Linked DNA regions of Zea mays: region 2 is linked to region 1. Evidence: chromatin contacts called from public Hi-C data. All regions are on one chromosome and are shown on one strand. The core of a region is the stretch at or near the end of the contact, and the rest is flanking DNA. Distances in the headings are between cores, read along the strand shown.

Region 1 (7,818 bases), core at 2,155-4,654:
CACAAAAATGAAAATCTGCAGCTCTACTTATGGTGATAAGGTGCCACCAAGGGAACATGGAAATTACTTCAGCTATTTTTCCCCATCTGCTGAAGATGAAGATGTCTGTCCAACTTGTCTTGAAGGTATTATCGCAATAATCATTTTTTTCTCTTAAGTGTATTGGAAAGATGCTCTGATATTTTTCAAAACGCTACAGTAAAATTTCCATTACATAAGACTTTGGTACATGCGAATTGAACGAAAGGTGTTCAAAACTATGAGCATTACATTTTTTCTGTTGATACTTTATAATCACATTCTCACTATTGTTATATATTAATGTAACTAAATTGCAGATTATGATTCTGAGAATCCTAGGATAGTAATGCAGTGCTCACACCATTTCCACCTTGGCTGTATTTATGAGTGGATGGAAAGAAGTGAGGCATGCCCTGTCTGTGGAAAGGTAATTTGTTTATCTCTTTGCTTACCCTTATAATTTATTATTGCTGTCACACATATGTGAAGCCCGACACAAAATTTATGTCACCTGTTCTACGATGAAGCCAGTAATCTGAATTTACTTACAGGAACTGAAGTCGTCGCCCATATCTGCATTCCAACTTGTTTGCATGCATGCTATATAAAACAAGTGATAAAACTTTAGTTTGAATGTTGTGTTATTGGAATTATGTAGAAGTGTGAAAGAGCCTCTAGCGTAATGGTTAAATCACCTCCAGGTCCTAGGTTCGATCCTCCTTGGGAGCGAATTTCGGGCCCTGGTTAAAAAAATCCCATCGTTGTGTCCCGCCCGCTCCAGCGGTTACGTCCTGCGCACCACCCTCCGGTTGGGCCGTTGCAGAGTGGGCGGTGACGGCACACTAGTGGTGGTGTGTGTGTGGGGGGGGGGTCAGGTTTGAGGATTTTCTTGGCTGGGACCATATGTTTCAGTCTCTTTTTAATATAATACCAGGAGGGCGGTCTTTCAGTCCCGGCCAAATTGGAATTATGTAAAAGTAGGCTGAACTGAAATAATTCACAAGAAATCTGTACTGCCTGCGTTATAGAAGTAGGCTGAAATACAGCAGAAGTAACCTGGACTGTCTGCATTAAGGATTTGCTTGCGTATAATTTTATTTTGAGTCCCAATTAAAAACTAAAGAAGTATTAGTAATAGTTTGATGCTCACTGATTGTTGTGTCTGATTCTTGTCACTTGTAAGCTGGGCCTGTGTTGTCTCAAGTTTCATCAAGAATTAATAGTCTCTAATATATAAATGCATAACAGCTGATGGCAATTGTGATCTCCTTCTTCATGAAATGTTATTTTCTCTGATGGACACATAAATTGACCTCCCACTTTGTAATTCAATGCAGAAGATGGAGTTTGACGAGACAACATAATCCTCTGGCTGGACTCTACACCATGGCCCATGGATTAACAAACCTTCTCATATGACATTCTGAAAATACAGATGGTCTAGCCCAGCAAGTTCTCTGTAAATACGCCCTGTAAATATTGGACTGGTAGTGTGGGTCCCTCTTGGCCATACGAGTGCTCTCCAAATGCTGGAACGGTGCACATAAACATTCTTTTCCGATTTGTTACAAATAGTCGGCAGGGGAAGGTTGCCCCCCCTCTGCCTGTCTGCGCCTCTGCCTCTGCCTTGTCGAGGCTTAGAGGTGCATTGGTTGTCCGGTGATAGATTCATCGGAAGCCTGTAAATTAAAGACCTAGGCTCATATAATAATCATATGGAGTCCCGTGGTTCTGGAAGTTCTTGCAATGACAACTATTTGGCTTCAGAGACTGAAATGCTGTCATAGTAGTGGTGTTTATCATGCCAACATTTGCTTCTGTGGTGTCGCTAATTGTGACTCATGGACACATATGAAGAGTTATTTATTACACTTAATGCCACTCTTGAGACTCAGGGGACCCCATTTTTTGAGGTTCAGGGGACTCATTTTTTTGGCTGCTTCCACGGTTCCTCCTATCCTATCCATGTGGTGTTGAAGACTTGTAAGCAAATTCAGTCCAGTTACTCCATACTTCTCTGAACCAAAAAGATCGTTTTGATCCCGGCATGAAGTGTTTTTATCAAGCAAAATTAAGGGCGTGTTTGGCATTGCTATGCTCCACCTCAGAGCAGCTCTACTCTAAAACTCTGGGTGGAGTAGCTCTGTTCTAGAACTTAGACTGTATCTCATAATCGGTGGCAGTCACGGGTAAATAACTCAAAACTCCATGACTAGGTTCTTTTGGAGTTTTCGGAGCAGTAAAAGAGACTCCATAGAGTTTACAACTCTAGAGTTAGAGTGTTTGATATGCCCTGACCAGCTTCTTCTTGAAGTTTTGCTCTAGAATCATGTCAAACAGGCCCTAAATCTCGAGGTCAAGTTGTGCTAAACTTGGACTCTGCAGTAGTGAGGTGGTTTAGGCCACAGAATTCTGCTTACAGAGGTGGTGTGGCATCTTATTTCACAAGAGAGTAGGCGCAGGATATGAGAAATTTTGGAACCTGAGATGGTCAAATGAGATGTTCTGCACCTAGTATTCAAGCGTAAACCTGAATTTGTAGTGGACACACGTGCTGAATTTCAAGCGTAAACAGAATCTGGACCATTATTAGCATGTGAACAACTTAACACATGTTCTCAACTTCTGATGAACAACATGCAGGACAAAGTCAGTTGATGACACACACACATACAGGCACTGATGAGACGACCGACCCCAACGAAATTGCAGAGATACACATAAACATTTCTAGATTACAGAGGTACACATGAACATACATTTCTTCATGGAAATTAACTTCACATCCAGCAGGTCACGATGGACTTAGTAAAAATCAAGCTTCCCAAGCAGGCGGTGCTCCGAAAAGTCTGGGCGGAGAAGGTGCCCATCACATCACTTGCTCCCGGGAGGTCCGCCGCCGAAGAGGTAGCCGAGCGACGAGCCGCCGCCCGGCGCGGCGTGCACCTTGGTCGACGGGCGGTCCTGTGGGCCACGCCGTGGCAGAGGAAGGCAACGATGTCAGGAGCGCAGAGACAAAAGGGGAAGAGGAAGAATAGGTGGCCGGCGACTGGCTGTCTGGCTGGCTTACCGTGAGGAAGTTGCCGCAGTTCTGCCCCTGCGCCCGGAAGTAGTTGTTGGTCTGGCTCTGGTTGCCGCGGACGCCGGCCGGGATCCCCTTGAGCTTCTCGCCGTCTGCTGCCGCCGGCACCGGCGCAGGCGCAGGCGCCGCCGCAGCCGGCTTGGCGGGCGCCGCGGCGGCCTCGTCGCCGCCGCCGCCGCCGAAGAGGTAGCTCAGCGAGCTCTGCCCGCCCCCGTAGCTCACGCCCCGGCCGCGGCCCATCCTCCGCCTCCTCGCTCGCCGCTCGACTAGTCCAGCAGGCGAAAGGAAGCTGCTTTGCGCTTGCAGTGCCACCTTGGGTCGCCGGAGGCAGGCGTCGCTATTAATAGCGGCACGCCGCGCGACCACCGGGGCGGGCGCACCCGCATCGCGGCCGTCGGTCTCGGGGCGCTCGCGGATCGGACGGCGAGGACCCGCGTCGGCGTCGGTGCGGGGTTGGTGGGGCCCGCGCAGGCGGCGGTTCCAAAATTACAGATGCGGTTGGCGGCGCGTCGCCATGGCTGATTGGGAGAATGATGGAGGGGTGTTTGGGTGGCCCCCACTGACGAGTGAGTCACTGGTCTGACCTGACGTTACCCCGGTCGTTGGGTGCACGAGGTGACGCGAGTGATCAATAGAGGAACGTCTCCGCCAGCAAATTCGTGACCGGAAGATAGAGTAGTTCATCTCAGCAGAGATCTCTTATCGTATTCTCTACCTCATCCTATATTTTAAACTTCACTCTGGATCTACTGTGTATTTTAAGGCCCCGTTTGGTTACCGCGGATTCCATTTCGGTGTGGAGGTAATAAGGAAAGCGGTGTGACAAGGGATCTTCGTCGAGAAGTTGGGAGTGGTGATGCATACGATAACGTTGGCTCGAAGGGGCAAGCAGTATGGAGAGGGGAGCAGTTGGTTGGACGAGGGAGCGACAAGTGGAGTGCGGAGGGAATGCAGTGGAGGACAAAGGGGTGTCGGCGAGGAGGGACCTAGCACTTGAGGAGGAAGCAGTGCCGTGGAAGGGAAGCGGTACTCGAGCGAGGGAGCGACAACGTGTAGGAGCAAGCAGTGACGAGGAGGGAGAGGTGGTGCGAGGATGGCCGATCCGCGACTTCAAGGAGGAAGCAATCCTGTAGAGAGATAGCAGTGGCTTCTAGGCGAAGCGAAATGGCCCTCCAGATCGCAGGCGACACAGTGAGCTGGGGGAAGGAAGCGAAAGAGGAGGAGCAGTGATGTGGGAAGAGAGGAAAGAGAACTTGATGGTTATATGAACAAAAGGATGCTCAAAGGGGAGAACCCACGGATATGCACGACTTCGAGCGAGGTCGTGCTTTTGCGCAAATGCATGTGCAACCTACTGGATTAGTGAATAGAGTGCTTTTGTTGTGTATTTTACGCATCCATGACCGTATGCAAGAGCTAATCTAGAATGAGGATTTGAATTTCAAATGTCTTCCACACCAAAGCAAAGCCATAATATGGACACATGCTCAATTGGAGTCGGCAAAGCCTTTGGATCCCCATTCAATTAAACATTTTTTCTTTGGATTGTATGGATTAATTGACCTTCATTTATCATATTTCCCTGCCTCTAAAACCTAATGTTGTTGTTGGTGAATGGGTACAAACTGAGCGAAGAGAGGAGCATAATTATCAAGGCAACAATGTATAATGTTTTGAGCTAGAATCATCGTTCTTTACTATTGATCAACATTCTTTTTATACAACACAATTACAATTTTGTGCATATTTTCTTTGCTCTTACCTATCAGGACATATTCTTTAATATCCAAGTTTACAAGATTTAGCATCTCAAGGATATCAAGGGCCTTTTACACGCCAACCACCTTTGATCGTGGACCTTTATTAAGCCAAGGTGAAAGGCCATTAAGCCTTCATTTAGTCTCATAAGACATGGCTCTTCTGAATGTTCATTGTCTCTACCGGATGTCCTCAACATGGTGGTCTCTGACAAGATCGATAAAGGCCCTTAGTGCGACAATCTTATCATCTTCGTCAAGCCTTCGACGAGATCGGTGAAGGCCCACGACATGTCTGTCTTGTCATCTCCTAGCAAGCCTTTGGCAAAGGCCCTTAGGGTGTGGGATTTGTCATCTCTGAGCAAGCCTTCAACGAGATCGGTGAAGGCCTTAGGGTGTGGTCCCATGATTAGGCATTCACCAAGGGTTTGATTCAATGAAGGCTTTCATTCAGAGCCATTCCTCAACCTATCATGGTGAAGACTGCGTTGCCTCGTGTCTTTCTTTTGATACACTGTCATGGAATAATTTTGCGCTCATTATGAGCTTCATTGGGAGAAGAGCTTGATGATGAATGAATGCTTGTAGTATTGTCTCTTGTGTTGACATTCATCTTCACTTCAACGAATCAACCTAAGTCTTGGTTATTGTAAGAGCCTTGGCCTTGCATCTCTTTTTCTTATCTTTGGGTGTGGTTTTTGTTCAGAGTCATCCCTTAGTCCATGTTCGTGGTGAAGCCTTGTCTACCTAGCACTCACAAAAACTTAGAGACTTTGGTAAAAGCAAAGTAGGGAGTTGGTGGTTCCAGGACTTTGTGTTTCAATTGTTAGATTGAGAGCCCCTTGCCTAAGCCCTCACTCTCCAACAATCATTAAACCTTGTAATGTGATAACTACAAGAAAATACAAGCATCCACGGAGTAGGCATGCTCTACCGCGGAGAATCTAAAAGCATATTTCACACTTCTACTTAAAATATACCTCGTATTAGGTACCCTTTTTCAAATGATATTGTTACCTAAATATGGTCCTCCAAATCTTTGAAATATTTAGATGAACTTGTCTCTCTCTCTTTTTCCTATTTATTCTCTTTCCTCTCCTGTCTGTATACCTCACTCTTGATCTATGGTACACTAGACGAAGAGGGTTGCTCTCCCTCGGGTTACACCCCCTGCCATATGTCTGCTCCTGCATTTGACAACTATGTGGAGGAGGCTTTAGACATAGGGCACCACTAGGAGGAGGATTGTGCAGAAGAGTGGGTCTAAGAGGAGGGCAATTAGATGGAGGTGATGATGGACTAGAGTTGGTAGCACGTATGATGGTGTGGTGCAGGGGCAGAGGCACAGGGTGGTCCCTATGTGCCAGGTACCAGCCTGACCCAAAGCCCATTAAATTATAGATATTACATATAAAAAATATTGTAGCCTTCATATTGACTCTCGTGGACTGCGATCGTCTACAACTTAAATATTACAACATTCGTTACTTGCCGAGTTTTACCATAATGAAATTAAAGGTTTCGACTTGCTAAGAATTGAATTGCAACACAGAAACTATATTTACGATATGAGAAAAGATGATATGTTCAAAGGCCTAAATAATCTTGTTGACCTTTTTATTAAACTTGTTGAAATAAAGAGGGACAAAGTATATCATTGGGTGTACATGCTTCTCAAACTAGTATTGCTTCTACAACTGACAACAACAAGTGTAGAAAGAGTATTTTCTGCAATGACCTTTGTCAAGAATAAATTAAAAAACAAGACAATGTATAGTCTTTTGGATGATTGTTTCGCCATTTTTGTTGATCGAGGTATTTCTTTACAAGTGGGTGAAGACGATGATGTTATTAATAATTTCATGGCTATCAAGAGGCGTAGACCTAACAAAAAATAGCATTGTATTATTTCTTAAACTATAATTATTAGTATGTAAGATACAATTTTTATAACTTTTATTTTTGAGATGTTAGATGATTGTAAGACCTTTTTATTTGATCATATTTTTATTTACATGTGTGTTACACTTATATTGTTAAAAATATTAAACTAGACCATCCATTACTAAAATCCTAGCTATGCCACGCCACTATCGTGGTAAAGGATGAGTGTCGACATGATAATGGATTGGGCATGGTGGCGAATAGGGTGACCAGCAGTGACTCATGAACTCTAGCAACAAGGCGATGGCACGACAATGTGACAGGGCAACAACATGACACTCAATGCAGGGGCGTGGTGGGTGAAAAACATACTTGTGGGCTTATGTAGTTTTGTTTAGATAATCAAACATTCTTCCAACCTTTTATCATTTGGAGATGGTACATAAAAGCATCTCCACTAGTTCTCTAAAAAGTCTCTCTAAACTTAGATTTAGCAAGTTGCTAAATACATATTGGGAACAAAATCAACCTTAGGCTCCAAAAGTTCCCAATTCTTAGGTTGTTAATTTTTTAAAAAAATTATGCTAACTCGGCTTTTCTAGTTATTACTTGCAACTTCAAATTTGGGTTCATTTGTACGATATAGTTCAATAATCATTGTTATTGTCTTTATTAATATTTTTATTCTGTATGAATCACAGTTGGTCGTTTTCCTCTAAATTTTTGGAAGAGTTGTCTTTAGAGGATGTTGAATTCATCCTTTCCACAACTCCCATTATTCAAAGTGCATCACTTGTACACGTGTATAGACTAGATGATGTGCAAATGTTTTATGGTGTGATTGACGAGCGAAATAGGTTATAGAGAGTGCACAAGAGGCCCATAAGTCTGGGAACTAAATAGGGGTATTTAGAAAATTAATATATTTGAGGACCTCATTTAAGAAACTGGTGAAGGATGATTTTTAGTAAATAACACCCTAAATTAATTTTAGGGACCTTTTTTGGAACTAGTGGAGATGCTCTAATAGTTAGAGAACTCAAGCCATAAACCGGAGTCATGAGGCTCAAATTC
Region 2 (7,818 bases), core at 3,597-6,096, 370 kb before region 1:
TAGAAAGTACAAATGTCAAGCAACACCTGAGCACCACCTAGGTTGCTAGGCACGTCTAGCGGCTAGCACTTTTTGAAACACTCAGAAAAAGAGAAGCTCAAGAAGCCAAAGCACATGTATTCACCTGATGAACCATTTGACAGGTCAACCTTAGTGTCCAGAATCTGTTTCTCTTCACCAGCATTAGCACCTTTCGTTGCCCAATTGCAACGAATTTGACGGTTCCCAAGCCACTTCCCTGCCAGTAGAAAAGTGAACGGGTGTAATCACCTTGTGAAAGCTTAGGACTTCAAAATGAAACATAAGTTAGAAACATGGAACTAGAGAACACACCATTCAAGTCATTTATCGCACTTTGAGCATCCTGTTAAGGAATAATGACATAACGAGATGAAACAGCAGCTCCAAAAGTTCATGGCAACAATGCACAAAGGGTTTAAATAATGGCGACACTACCTGCTGGTTCCTGAAAGAAACAAAACCAAACCCTCTGGATCGTCCTGTTTTCTGGTCCCACATAACCCTAGCATCTCTGCAAAAGTTACCAAGCTAAACTGGTAAATAGACATGTCATGTACTGCACAAGTAGCAAGCCACTCTGCTAAAATGTCAACAATGACAAGTAAATGGAGGAGAGATGAGAGCCAGGCAGTGCTTACGAGCAAGTAGAGTATCCAGAGAAAAATGCAAACAAAGTAGCATCAGTGACTTCCGGGCAAAGATCCCCAACAAAAATATTAAAATGACCTGCATAGATGAAGATTCACCACCAAAGCTTAGAATTCAGAAACCATACATTCACATACCTGCATGACTTGAACCAAGTAAAATACAAATACAAAATACAGGATTAGTTCAGCACTTCAGCTTCAGTTCCAAACCTGATGTGTCCTCCCTCGGAGTACTTGTATATGCCCAATTGACTTTAATCGGCTGACCATACCTGAATTTTGGTGGTATTAAAAAATCAGAGCCAAAACAAGGGCAATGTTAAGAGGAATTAGCACGTACTCCCTTTTGAACTGTAAGTAATTTTGGCTTTTCTAGGTACATAGCTTTTTCTTCGCACCTAGATATACACTGTGTCTAGGTACATAGTAAAAGGTATGAACATAGATTATAGAAAAGCCAAAACGACTTACAATTAGGAGTGGAGAGTACAAAACCAATAAAAAACTTACAGTTGTCTGCCATTGAGAGATAAAATTGCTAGTGCAGCATATCTGCGGTCATAGTAGTCAATGAAACCAAAGGATGACTGCAACATCAGAACAGAAAGTGTTAAGATCACATTGCCATAAACAATTTAATATATAAAGGATAAGAAAATCTACATAAATCATTAACAATTAACACATTATACATATGAAAATGCAGTATCCCAGATTAAGATATCCTAATCCTAAGATAAAGGGGTACTGATGAGAGAGTGTGAGTATTGACAGCACTAGAACAACCATATAAAATCATAATCATTTTCATCCATTCAAAGTTTAGCCAATAAAATAATATGTCTCACATTCAAAATGTTCGTTGCATCTAATAGCTTCTAAGTTCTAACTATGCTTCCACATCCCGGAAATAATATGCTAGTCGAAAGGTGTTTCTGAAAGACAGTAAACAGCAACTACAGATGGATAAGTTCTATCCACAAATGTTTAAATTCTCGTATGTGTTTTAACTGATATTACAACATAATAATTTAGAGACAGGTATGGAAGCACATGTCACCATGTCATGGATTTGAAGCAGCCTCTCCGCATTTGCTGGTAGTTTATCCCTCCCCCCAGACTTATTTAGAAGGCTTGCCAGAGTTTATCCCTCCCCCCAGACCCCACTCATGTGGGAGCCTCCTGCACTCATGCCCTTTTGGCTTTTGATGGAAGCACATGTCAATAAGTTGGTCTACATTCCACCAGAAGTCAAACCACATTAACTATGCCCTTTTCATGAAATGCAGTTTCACTTATCTTTATGGCTCAGCCCCCCGATGCCATCTCAATTTACCACATTGCACTCATCAAACTTTTAAAAGCTAACATGAATAGCAATGAGACTGTTATGCCCACCTAGATAAATAGGTTAGGCTGCACTGCAGAGTGCATGTGTGCTTTCATTCCAGTAGAAGAAGATTAGCACACTGCTGATTGTAGTCAGCCAGCTGAAATTAAACTTTTGTTCTAAAAAAACTTAGCATAATATTTTACAATTCAAAAAGGAGTATCAATAATCAACCCAATCCCCCCTTCTCCCCGCTAATCTTGTCTTATACTCATTTTGTTTGCTCAGCCAAAATAAGTTGAGTAACAAAAAATACACCATAAGGAAGCATTCTAGTACTACTCATAATTATTTTCAAGTGACTACAATAAATATTTTATGTATCTCAGTGGTTTTAATACAGCTAATATACAATTAAGCATCAGATAAAAGAAAACTTATCAAAAAGTGTTGAAAGAAATAATCAAGGATTTAATTCGTCAAAACAAGAGCCAAAGAAAATGAAAATCTGCAAAGCATGTTACATGGTCTGTAACTCTGTATTTTCATGGTAACTAGACTTGAGACATACGGGGAAAGCAAAGCCAAAAATCAGATGTGAAGAGCAATCTGAAAAGGCAGCCACAATTTTACAGGTGAGTGGGCGAGTGGGTGTTGGGGACAGGTGGGGTATGGATTTATCTGTTACAAGCTATCTATAGTCATTTTTTAATTAAAATAAAGAAAGATCCACCTTTTCTTTTCTGATGAGCTTGCACCCTTCTACTGGACCAATGCTTTGGAAGACTTCCTGCAGTACTGTGTCCGTCACTTGAAGATGGATATTGCCAACATACCTATTGAGAATGTGATCGATGAGCACAAAAAAGATAAATGTAGAAAAGGTAGTCAACATTATTTTGCAGAATTACAGCATGCAGGGGCAATATGATCTATAACATTGAACACAGAACATTCTGCATAAAGGCCTTGTTTCATTTCGACCATTTAGAAATTAAGGGGTCAGAAAAGCCATATTTTATGTAGATGTTCTTAAAAGAAGAATTTAGAACTATAGCAGTCCCTAGGGTATAAGATCAGAGAAAGAACAACTTCCAACACTTACACGCTGCGGCATGTACTTGAATCAAACCCAGGAGGCAGGTTTCCACTGACTATGGGCTCTATCTGCAAAGACATACAAGTGTAAGCAAAAGGTTCTATGAAGAACAGAGATAACATCTATGATTTCATAACGCAGTTCGCATTTGTCTTAAATGAAGAAAACTGGAGCCAGGCAAACAAATAAGTGAAACTATACCCACAAATAACCCAGTGAAATCATAAAGATAAGGGTGCACATGGATCGGACACAAACAGATATCACTAATATTACATTTGTTTCCAGATTTCTATTCGGATTCGAATATGGATAGTATCAACTAGCTATGTCGGATAGGATACGAATGGATATCGACATCATAAATATGTGATTTATTTGTTCTGATATGGATGCGGTATCGGATGTTAAACATCCAGACTCAAATACGAACGGATCTGAACTCCTCTAAACATATTCTATGTTCAGAAAATATACGTACCATTTGCACCCCTGATACAGGAAACACAAATTCACCGTACAAGTACACTTCTTTATGATATGATTGATTGATAGAGCAGAAGTATATAAAACATAGGGGGGCAGATTTCTAACCTACCCAGCCTTGCCAGGAACCCACTTTCACCTTAGGACAATTTGCACCAAAACTGTTAACATTGAAACGCCCAATGTGTTTTGCAATGGAATCCCTTTCTGCATCCCATAAAGCTCTACCGAAATCACGCATTCAGTTTGTAGCCCGACGATGTTGCAGTTTGCAAAAGTTCAAAGTGGCTCCTTTGCTAAGAAAAAGGAACTGACAATCCTGACTCCTCAAACACCACTGCCATAGTCCAAATAATGAATATCCGGACCATACTAAAGCAAAACCTCCAAAACTGGGAAAGTGTGCACCACTGAACATACATATTATCTTTTTGGGGGAGAACAATAAACTAAAAGTGAAACCAAAAAGATTCGGGCATCACAATACTCGGCCCATGCACATAGTGATACAAAATTATCTTAAAATTACCAACGAAGCAGAAATTTAAATTGTTTTCTGACACGCACGACCCGCATCGACGATCCCAGAATCGTGACAAATGGCCGCATCCACAACGAGGATCCCAGAGAATCGCGACAAATGGCGATGCGATTGACATAACCGACCGCAGAACACTGCTACTAAATCCCAAAATTCCAGCGGAAACCCGCAACCTCGGAACCCCAAACAGCCCTTGCGGATGGAAATCCACAAACCCGATTCGAAGCTCCCGAACCCCGCCGGCTGCCTTAAGCGCGGAAAACCCCCAAATCGTAACCCCATCAATCGTAGATTCCACAAAAGCCACGCCCGTCACCCGTCACCCGTCACCGGAGAGACGAGAAAGAGGAATCACAGAGAATTGCCCCACCTGTGGTGCGGCGAGGAGGCCGGGGTGCGGGTGGTGCCCGGGGAACAAGGGCGGCTGCGCCTGCGACTGCTGCTGCTGCTGCAGGAGCAGTGCCTGCTGCATCAGCTGCTGCTGCTGCGCCGCGGCCGCGGCCGCCGCCGCCTGCTTCATCCGCTGCTGATGGTGCATGCCGGCGGGCGATCGGCCGCCGGTCCCCGGCGATTATTAGGGTTCGTCGGAGCTCAAAACCCCAACGGGGGAACGAGAAAAGGAAGAAAAAAGAAAATAAAAAGAAAATAAAAACGAAAAAAGGAAAGAAAGAAATAAAAATAACCCTCGAAGCCGAGGGGAAGAGAAGAATGAAAGCGGAGGCGTTGCGGCCTTGCGGGGTGACCCGGGCCGCGGGTGGATATTTCCACGGGCGTGCGGGATTTTCGTTTCGGACCCTTATGTTGTCGTGATCTCCAACCGTGCCCTGTCCCCGGAGTGTGTTGTGTCAATGGGTGAGTGGATGCTCGTTGCGGTTGTGGAGAAACTCGAGGGGTAGAGTGCAAAGTGTGCGTTCCTGTGGGCGCAGCACTTGAGCCAGATGACCGAGATACCGGTGTTTGGTAAACATGGACCATTTTTTAATGGAAAGTAGTTTATTTTCTCTTGATATTTTTCCAAAAAATAGTTTATTTTTTATTGAGAAAATAAAATCCTTTTATGCTCCGTTTGAATGTTACATAGAATTTGATTGGATTCAATACCAAATCAGCCATAATATTGAAATGGAATGTAATTCTAATTATATTGTTTGAATGTCACTTAATTGGAGTTTGAAATCATGTGGTCCAATTACACGCAATACAAAGGGGTGATGTTTTATATTGCGATATAGAGTTTCTAGTTGTAGTCTAATTCTAAGGAATTGAGTCTTTGGTTTTAAAATCTCAATTCCATGTGCAACAAAACAGTAGAATTCTAGAAAGCTAATTCCAATTTCTAATTTTGTGTTCCAATATCTACATCAAAACGAGGTATTATGCATTTGGATGTCGATATTAGAGAACATGGAATTGAATTGTGTTTAATACCAATCAACCATGGTATTGAAGAGATGTAATTACAATTTGGATGTTGATGAATTGGAGTTTAGAATTGTGTCGTTTAATTCCACGCAAATACGCAGGGGTGAGACTATGTATTGAGAGCTGGAGTTTCTAGTTATAGTCCAATTCCAGAGAACTAAGTCTCTAATTCCAAATCTCAATTTTGTGTGTAATCAAATAATAGAATTTAGGAAAGCTAATTCCCAATTTTATACTCTAATATCGATATCCAAACAAGCTATTACGAAAATAGAGTTTCCAAGCTAGCCCTGAGCGGAGATTAAATCCTCTTCCATTCATTCAATTTTAAATAAAGAAGTAATGTAATCCTATTTAATCCCATTCGATCAACTCCTAGCCAGCTGCCACCGATCCAACGCATGTAGGTGAACTCAGCGCCGTTGATCCACCAACGGACGGCAGGGCCGCAGTCCAGCAAATCTACCCCCTACCCCAGTTTTCTCTTCTCCCCTCGCTCTCTCCGTGTCTCCATCTCTGCTAATCTGTGCAACTAATCATCATCGTCTCCAGTCTCCCTAGTCCCTGCTGCCGCTGCCGCTTGTCGCTGACGCCGTCGCGTATCCTCCGCATCTAAGCTGCCGGCGGCGACCAAACCCGCCCCGCCTCTCCTCCGTCCGCCCCCGCACCAGCTGGTTCCCTCCCGTGAACTCGCACGCTCACAGGTGATGATTTCTCCCTGTTATTCCCCCCTGTCTCGCGTCATTTACTCATTTTGGAGTGTCGATTGAGGAAACGCTTGATCTCCCGTGGCTGTTGCGGCGTCGGAGCACGGGCGGAGATGAATCCTTGCCTGTCCACGCCTGCTTGTGATAGTCTGTGCCGACGGGTATTTCCGACACTATTTTGGTGGGCGTGGCTGTAGATCATAGTCATACTGGACGGGATTGGTAAGATCCTGATATGGTACTACAGTATATAGATAAGGAAGTGGAAGAAGCCCAGCGTATCGTGATATGGATTGGCTTTTGGGGCTCCCTGCCCATATTGGTAAAACTAGTTGGCCGTTCGTGCTTCTGGATGAACCTTGTGTTTGCAATCGGGAATTATAGCAGCACGTGCCCATCTACAATCAGTTCACAGTGCACACTATGCCTACCTGTACTGCACGCTTGTGGATTTCTGTATGCCGCGCCATGTGCTTCGGCTGACATTTGATGGAAGAAAATGGCGAAACCACTTGTGATTCCTCAGGCCAGGTGATCGAGGTTAAAAACGAAGAACTGTATTTGATGTGAGATGGGCCAATCAGCCGACATTCGTTGTATGACTTGGATTGGGTTTCTCAAATGTTTCTGTACCCCAGTAGTTCTATTTCTACTTTTTTGGCGGGATATTTGATTTTACATTTGTTTGTAAATTCTGTCTGAATGTGGGGTCATATAGTTGAGTCGATTTCCGTAAAGATCAAACACATATTCTCTTAGAGAGATGGGAGATAATTAAGAGCATTTCTTGTGGACAATGCTGATGGTTGATATTTGAAATACAGCTGACTACATTGATTTTCGTTGGTTCACCATTGCTCGTGATAATTACAAATGCTACTTAATTTGCTGAGTGTTTTTAATCGAACCCCTATTATTAGAAGGCCATATCTTTCCACTTCTCCACTGGGGTTATTTTTATCTTGTTTTGACTTCTGACAGGTGTTCCATACTTGATACTTTCACAAATAGACAAAGTTGATCCCATTCCAAATATGTTTTGACAAGTATTGTGTTTTACACCCAAAAAGTATTACTTCTCCTAATGTCTGTACCGTACTGTGCATGCTGTCTTTGATTTTTTTATGGCATACCCTCCATGCATATCCTTCAATACACATCTTGCGTTGCATGCTCTGCAGGGTTGGTTGGATCAGCAATTTTTTACTGATTGTTGGGGCCATTTTAGCTGTTGTGACTTTGCCCTTTGTTAGCTAAATATTGCAAATGGGATAAACAAACAGAAAAACAAAGAGCTGCAATGGATCAGTCATGCTTCTAAATGCTCGTGATTGCCTCATTTCTAGGGTTTAAATTGTCAAGCAGCTGTATAATAATATGTTTAGACAACAGTAGACGGAGAAAACTCATGTATCTGAGCCGTGTATTCCTGATAATTTAACATATTTTTCTTTAAATTCCGTGGACCCGTCAGTCAAGAGAACTAATGTAAACATGGAAACTTTGCAGTTGCACTTGGCAGTAGTGGCTTGGAATTGGTGGGGACTTTTAGAGGTGATCAG

The links. Hi-C and Micro-C count contacts between places; a contact is called where the count stands out from the background.
Region 2: a contact with region 1 is called in a Hi-C map of leaf mesophyll, with 2.8 times the contacts expected there. The contact joins the promoter of LOC100283683 here to the promoter of LOC100281623 in region 1. A contact is called at or near these places in 5 of 25 Hi-C or Micro-C datasets (ear, endosperm, leaf and 2 more).

Annotation. Positions count from the first base shown.
Region 1 is chr4:5,890,334-5,898,151 of Zm-B73-REFERENCE-NAM-5.0, reverse strand. LOC100281623 reads right to left here and starts at 3,404. Exons shown (of 2, transcript NM_001154542.2): 1 at 3,092-3,404; 2 at 2,645-2,985. The coding sequence starts at 3,343. The coding sequence ends at 2,896. LOC100273572 reads left to right here. Exons shown (of 4, transcript NM_001147990.1): 2 at 1-125; 3 at 339-448; 4 at 1,359-1,794. The coding sequence ends at 1,385.
Region 2 is chr4:6,263,056-6,270,873 of Zm-B73-REFERENCE-NAM-5.0, reverse strand. It overlaps LOC100283683, which reads right to left and starts at 4,846. Exons shown (of 12, transcript NM_001156584.2): 1 at 4,498-4,846; 2 at 3,107-3,168; 3 at 2,735-2,837; 4 at 1,182-1,258; 5 at 882-943; 6 at 660-747; 7 at 457-532; 8 at 334-364; 9 at 125-238. The coding sequence starts at 4,665. LOC100272411 (Monosaccharide-sensing protein 2) reads left to right here and starts at 6,076. Exons shown (of 6, transcript NM_001352924.1): 1 at 6,076-6,253.